2 separate regions of the Triticum aestivum genome follow, and region 2 is linked to region 1. The links are chromatin contacts, called in public HiCAR-type maps. All regions are on one chromosome and are shown on one strand. Each heading gives the region's core, a stretch centred on a gene start, on an enhancer-like site or on the middle of the called end of the contact. The rest is flanking DNA. Distances are from core to core; before and after follow the strand shown. Region 1 holds the start of LOC123068746 (2-alkenal reductase (NADP(+)-dependent)). Region 2 holds the start of LOC123068748 (probable uridine nucleosidase 2).

Region 1 (3,299 bases), core at 281-2,780:
TAGAAAGAAACACCGCTCCACTGAAGAAGCCATTCGCTGGTCCCTTGAGCCAGAGTGTACCTCCAAGAATGCCGCCCCCAAGGGGGTAACGACACATGATTGCGGCCGTCATCTGATCAACTGATCTAGGGTTTCCCCCAGAGGTATTGGATGGGGTTGGGAGCTTCACCTCGATGATGTCTTCATGAAGGTAATGATGATAAGGGCATCGTCATCACCGGCTCCGGCGACCGACTGAAGACCGGGTTTTCACCCGGATCCGTCCCAAGAAATCCACCCGACAACCTGTGCACTGTCTTGACCGCCTTCAAAGTCCCAGATCTAGCCGCCTAGATCCAGCGACCAACCGCAACGGCAGTGCCACCGTAGGAGCCCTGGCGCACCGGCCACTGCCTGAGTGTGCCACCACTGGAGCTTGGGAGGAGGGCTCCCGCCCCACCTCGCCAAACTGCAAGAGCCGCCGAGATGGATCCCGCGCACTCGTCACCGTCTCTGATCTGAACCAATCCCTAGCAAAAACCACTAAATCGCCGATGCAGATTCGCCTTGGACAGGGACTGCACCACGCCATGCCACCGTGGAAAGCCCGAGCTTCACCCGCCGCCACCTTCCAGGACCGCCGCCCGGGATCCAGACAGAACATCGCTGCTGCCACCGGTCATGTTCCGTCGCCGCCGACAAGCCGAGCCGCCGGCCACCGCGATCAAGGCCGCCATGACCCTGCGAGCCCACCGAGCGCCCGACGCCACCAAATCTTCCGCGAAGCCCAGCAGCTCCGCCGCCTCCACCCAGCACCACGCCGCCACCTTGCATTGTCACCAGAAGCGAACAACCGCGGCGCTACGACGTAGATCGAGGAGGAAACGCCCCGACGCCCGATCCGACGGCGGGAAGGAAGAGGGCCTCCGCCGCCGCCATCAGCCGCCCGGGGCTTCGCCTAGCGACATCCTCCCGCAGCAGCGGAGGGAGGATGCGTATGGATGTGCCCGGCGGCGGGGGTTTTCACCCGAGCCGCCCTAGCAGGGGGCGAACCGGGGGCGGATCTGGCAAAGGAACCGGTAGTTGGGTAGGGTGTGTGTGCTTTGGAGGGATTAGTCACTTTAGCATGTGCGTGTTGTGCCAATCAGACACTTTGACGCAAAAACCAATACGCAATTTCACTCTGGGCCGCGGCCGCCTGCCGCTTCAATTATCTATCGACACTGCCGCGTCGCCCTCGGGTAAGATGGTGGTGGTGAGGTCACTGTCGCCGATCTCGCAGCAACGAGAGGCTGGAAGTCGATCTTTCTATATGCGTCGTGCGCTGCAGGCCAGCCAAATTTATTGGCACGCGAACGGGAAAAGGAACTGTTAAAATATCTGTAAATACCATGCAGAGTGCAGCTTCAATTATTGGCACGTGACGCCCGTGGGGAAGCGACGGACCGACCGGAACAAATGGGCGGACCAGCACCGCCCACCGCAGCGCCCTGGAGCTGGACCACCACGCGCCATCATCGCCCTCGCCATCCATCCATCCCATCCATCATCCCCGGCAGGCATCATATTAATATATCCACTCCAAGCAAAATAAAATAATATCCAAAGCAAGCCTCTATTCGCTCCAGATCGTAGTCTTGCAGTCCACCCACGGCGGCGATGGCGGAGCTCAAGAGCCGGCGGGTGATCCTCAAGGACTACGTGGAGGGCTACCCCACGGAGGCGCACATGGAAGTGCTCCCCGCCGCGGCCGTCGACGAGGCCGCGGCCGCGGAGGAGGGGTCGGTGCTGGTCAAGAACCTGTACCTCTCCTGCGACCCCTACATGCGCCCCAAGATGTCCCGCCCGCTGCACCAGTCCTACACCGCCGCCTTCGTCCCGGGCGCCGCCATCACCGGCTACGGCGTGTCCGAGGTGGTCCGCTCCTCGCGGCCCGGGCTCGCCGCCGGCGACCTCGTCTGGGGCATGACAGGCTGGGAGGACTACAGCATCATCAAGCCGCCATTCACGGCTATACTCACCAAGATCCAGCCCGACGACGGCGTGCCGCTGTCCTACTACACGGGCATCCTGGGCATGCCGGGGCTCACGGCCTACGTCGGCTTCCACCACATCTGCTCCCCCAAGGCGGGGGAGACGGTGTACGTCTCCGCAGCCTCCGGCGCCGTCGGGCAGCTGGTGGGCCAGTTCGCCAGGCTCCTGGGCTGCCACGTCGTCGGCAGCGCCGGGTCCAAGGAGAAGGTGGACCTGCTCATCAACAAGTTCGGCTTCCACGACGCCTTCAACTACAAGGAGGAGGGCGGCGACCTCGCCGGCGCGCTCAAGAAGCGCTTCCCCGACGGCATCGACGTCTACTTCGAGAACGTCGGCGGCAAGATGCTCGAGGCCGTGCTGCTCAACATGAAGGTGCACGGCCGCATCGCCGTCTGCGGCCTCATCTCGCAGTACAACCTCACCGCCGGCGAGAAGGAGGCCGACGTCGGCGTGCGCAACCTCACCTCCCTCGTCTCCAAGCGCATCCGCATGCAGGGCTTCATCGAGCCCGACCACAAGCACCTCTACCCCGAGTACATGGCGTGGGTGCTCCCGCACATCAAGGAGGGCAGGGTCGTCTACGTGGAGGACGTCGCCGACGGGCTCGACGCCGCGCCCGCAGCGCTCATCGGCCTCTACCACGGCCGCAACGTCGGCAAGCAGGTCGTCAGGCTCACCGCACCCGAGTGACTCACACACTGTACTGTAGTAGCAGATCAACCGCGCGTCAACCATCAAGAATAAAACAAAATCTATTCCCATCGCAATCGCAATCGCATCTTTTTTCAGAGGAATATAAGACTGTTTATTATTGTCACATAATTGACATATCGTTTATATACAATTGAGAAACAAAATAGCGATTGAGCTCTCCCAAAAATCAGAGATCTATTGGAATAAGAATAGCTAGCTAGAGCGAGCATCGCTGTCGCGCATCTTCGTGGTGGAATGTAGACGAAAAACAAATTCTTTACAATTAAAAGGGGAGTTATATTGTTTTTTTTTAGTCCTTGCATGTGCGATGAGCGGCAGTTTTTGTTTTTTTCTTGTCTTATGCACTCCGATTCTTCACGAGTTTCATCCTCTAGATGTAGTCGATGGAGCTTTGTCGAAATTTTCTGCCGTTTTGTTTGGGTCGTTAGGGTTTCTCGTTGTGTGGCGAAATTCGGTGTATGGTGTTTCAAACCCATTTAAGGGTTTGAGTAGTCTCCGGTGGTCCTGAAATCTAGATGTAATTTTTATTATATTTGATCTGGCTTTTTGACTTTGCACTTGCACGCAACTGC
Region 2 (3,549 bases), core at 544-3,043, 240 kb after region 1:
AGTAAAACACAAAAAATAAAACAACCGTGTGCACATAAATTGCCTGAAAATGGCATTAACTTGCCTGGTCCCAGGAAACACTAACAAAACACCCGTGTGCCATAAAATTGCCTGATGGTTCACATGAACTTACCCACTCACGAGGAACCCTACTAACACCCCGTGTCATGACTTGCCTGGTGGTGGTGATAAACTTGCCCGCTACAAAAAAAATCACCAGCAAAAAACGCTGAAACAGCATCTGCACGGGGTGAAGTGAGGGTTGACGGAGGACATGAACCCTCAAACTAGTTCGACCACAAAATCACACGAACCCGACGCTCACATTAACAAACATGGACGGATATGGAGATTAAGGGGGAGATTTCATGCCCAGTACCTAATCTAACCAGCGCCGCTGCCGAAAACATCGTGATCTACGGGGGAAAACCTACCTCGACCATAAAATAGACTAGCAAATCGATAGAAGCACTAGTTGCTCCTAGACAGAATACCACGAACGGGAGAAACTCCCATCGCCAGAAATGGAGAGATGAGAGCAGGGGTGGGGGTTAAAATCGCGTCAACATACATTCTCCTTCCTTCGCCACCGCACAAAACGAGGCCAGCCTCACTTCGCAACTGTCCGCCACCCTCGCGAGTCGAGCACTGCGCGGTCGCCGAGCTCACGAGCGAGAGCCGCTCCCCGCGGCCAGCGTGCCGCGGGGTAGAGCAACTCCGGCCGCCGGCCACCCACGATGCTGAACGCCTCTCGAGATAACCGATGTGTGGCGGACTACGGCGAATTTGGGCAGCAGCGAGGCTTCGATTTGGGTGAGGGAAAGGGGAAGAAGGAACCGCCCACACCGCCGAATGAGGGAGAGAGCTGTTTGCGGGAGAGGAGATAATGGCGGGCCCCACCTAGGCGAGTCGCTCCGTCTCGACCGTATTCCACCTGACCCCACCACCACGCGACGAAACGCTCGCCCTCGCCCCGATCATGTTATACCTGGGCCCGACCGCGCGGATCGCGACGGATCGGACGGCCACCGCGGCGTGTGCTCGAGTCTTCGTTTTAGTGCACGCGCACTTTTAAGAGTTTACGCATCATCAAACCGCACCGTAAGGGATTTGATGCGCTCGTCATCTTGATATGCTGGAATCTCTGGAAGCAAAGAAACGGTAGAGTGTTCTCGCACTCCAACAATGCCAACGAGTGGGGAGCCGCGGACATTATTGCTCGAGAGCTAAGGCTGTGGATAGCGGCTAGAAGGAGAGGAGTCCAACAGCTTGCCGAGTAGTTGCTTAGTGTGTGGAGTGGAGTGGAGTTGGGTTGGCTCCTGATGTGGGATTAGCCACCCGTTGTATTTCTTGTAATTAAAGCTAAGGTACACAATTTGCGTACTCTCGAAAAAAACTTTTAAGAGTTTAGGCAGACTGTTAGCATTTGAAAAAATTTACTTAGATTGTGCATGTCTGATGCGTACCCCTCTCCTAAAAAAGGTTTATACTGCTCTAAAAACAGGGAAATGATCGTGACAAGGCTGTCCATTAGAACCATGGATGGGATCTGGGCTGGGGCCCCGTGGATCTGCAACAGCCTTTTCTTTTGGATCTGGCTTGCCTGCTTCCTTTCCATGCTCCCATCCGTGCTCCCACCTCATCCAATGGCTGTTTTTTTTTTCTTTCTAATCTAATCACCTTCCCTGATTTTAAGAGGTGGGGCCGAGTTTTATTTTGTTTCAATCAAATCAAGCTATGTATGCGGAAGCACGGATGGGCACACGGAAGGGGAGCAGGCAAGTCTCATCCTTTCCTTTTGGGATATACCGTCCGGAAAGGTCAGCAGCGCCGCTATCTCTCTCTCTCTCTCTCCAAGTTGAGCTGCTTGTGAGCGAGACGTGTACATATCTTCTTCTCCACCTCGCTCGATCCGCCTGCACAACCGACGCTGCCCCGATCCCCAAGAATCCGATCCAGGGATCCACGCCCATGGCCGCCGTGACCAAGAAGAAGAAGGTCATCATCGACACCGACCCAGGGATCGGTCAGTATCCATCCCTCTCTCATGCCTCTTCTTGTTTTTCATCCATCCTAATCAATCTCGCATTGCAAACTCGCGGGGGATGGATGAACTGAACCGCAGATGACGCCATGGCCATCTTCGTCGCGCTGAGGTCGCCGGAGCTGGAGGTGGTGGGCCTCACCACCATCTTCGGCAACGTCTACACCGCCCTCGCCACCCGCAACGCGCTGCACCTCGTCGGTCCACCCCACCCCACTCCCTCCCTCGCATTTTGACTTTCAGCTCTCATGAATGGATCTTTTTTATGCTAATCGAGTCCATCTCTAGCTTGATTTCAGCTGGAGACCGCTGGGAGGACCGACATCCCCGTCGCGGAGGGTTCCCATGTAACAATCAAGGTACCCACAGTTCAATACATTCTGTATTTATGTATGTAGGAGTATGTTTGTTTGACATCTCATTCTTCAGTTAAATGTCTGACATCTCGATCGATCAAGTCTTTGCTAACTGAATCTGAATGTCTGTGTGCTCCACCATGAATAAAATTCAGAAAGCCACCAAGCTACGGATTGCCAGCTTCGTCCATGGTTCCGATGGCCTCGGCAACCAGAACTTCCCCCCGCCGGCCGGCAAGGCCGTAGAACAGTCCGCCGCCGCCTTCCTTGTCGAGCAGGCGAATCTCTACCCTGGACAGGTCACCGTCGTCGCCCTCGGCCCCCTCACCAACCTTGCGCTCGCCGTCGAGCTTGACCCTTCTTTCCCAAAGAAGATTGGGCAGATTATTATCCTGGGTGGCGCATATTCAGTTAATGGAAATGTCAACCCTGCAGCTGAGGCAAATGTGAGCCAACCCTTCTAATCAAATTCTTGTTAGATGATGTTGTCCTGTGACGCTTCCCTTCGAATTCAGAGAACAACACAGTTTATGTCACTGGCTTCTTGTTTCAGAGCATTGATTTAATAATTGCAGGCTACAATTCCAACAATTCATCATCCTGCCTTAGTTAATTGGTTATCTTCATTAAACAGATATTTGGCGATCCTGATGCGGCTGATATAGTTTTTACCTGCGGCGCGGATATTTTGGCCATCGGAATTAACATCACGCACCAAGTACTCCTTTCTGGTAATTCTCTTGCTGTCCGGAGCTGTTACTGTACCTTGTTACTTTTGAGACCTTGTTATATATCAGGGCTGAAAACAGCAACATGATACCATTTGTGATTTTCATATATAGCCTCATATATTTTTCTTTCCTCGTGATTACATGATGCCTTTTTCTTGAGTTAATCATACAGTGGTTAACAGCAACAGTGCGGACGTATGGTTAATAACATAAGGCATGAGTTCGGTTCTAGTTGTTTTTCCAACTATGCTAGCTTAGAAGATATATTTTCGAAAAATAGAGACATCCATTTTGGCACCGACTGCTTTGTTCGCTCAGAGGGATTTAAATTCAATTGTCACCTGGTCTTGATTGGTAACCGTTCAATTAAAAAGTAGCTATGTATGACTACAGATGGTTAGGTTGCATAGATGTATCA

What was found. HiCAR-type assays count read pairs that join an accessible place to other places.
Region 2: a contact with region 1 is called in a HiCAR-type map of leaf, with 7 times the contacts expected there. The contact joins the promoter of LOC123068748 here to the promoter of LOC123068746 in region 1. A contact is called at or near these places in 1 of 5 Hi-C or Micro-C datasets (leaf) and 1 of 1 datasets of contacts at active chromatin or transcription factors (leaf).

Annotation. Positions count from the first base shown.
Region 1 is chr3B:80,640,550-80,643,848 of IWGSC CS RefSeq v2.1, forward strand. LOC123068746 (2-alkenal reductase (NADP(+)-dependent)) reads left to right here and starts at 1,531. Exons shown (of 1, transcript XM_044491375.1): 1 at 1,531-2,780. The coding sequence starts at 1,639. The coding sequence ends at 2,703.
Region 2 is chr3B:80,884,389-80,887,937 of IWGSC CS RefSeq v2.1, forward strand. LOC123068748 (probable uridine nucleosidase 2) reads left to right here and starts at 1,794. Exons shown (of 7, transcript XM_044491377.1): 1 at 1,794-2,026; 2 at 2,126-2,241; 3 at 2,344-2,403; 4 at 2,556-2,846; 5 at 3,035-3,131. The coding sequence starts at 1,972.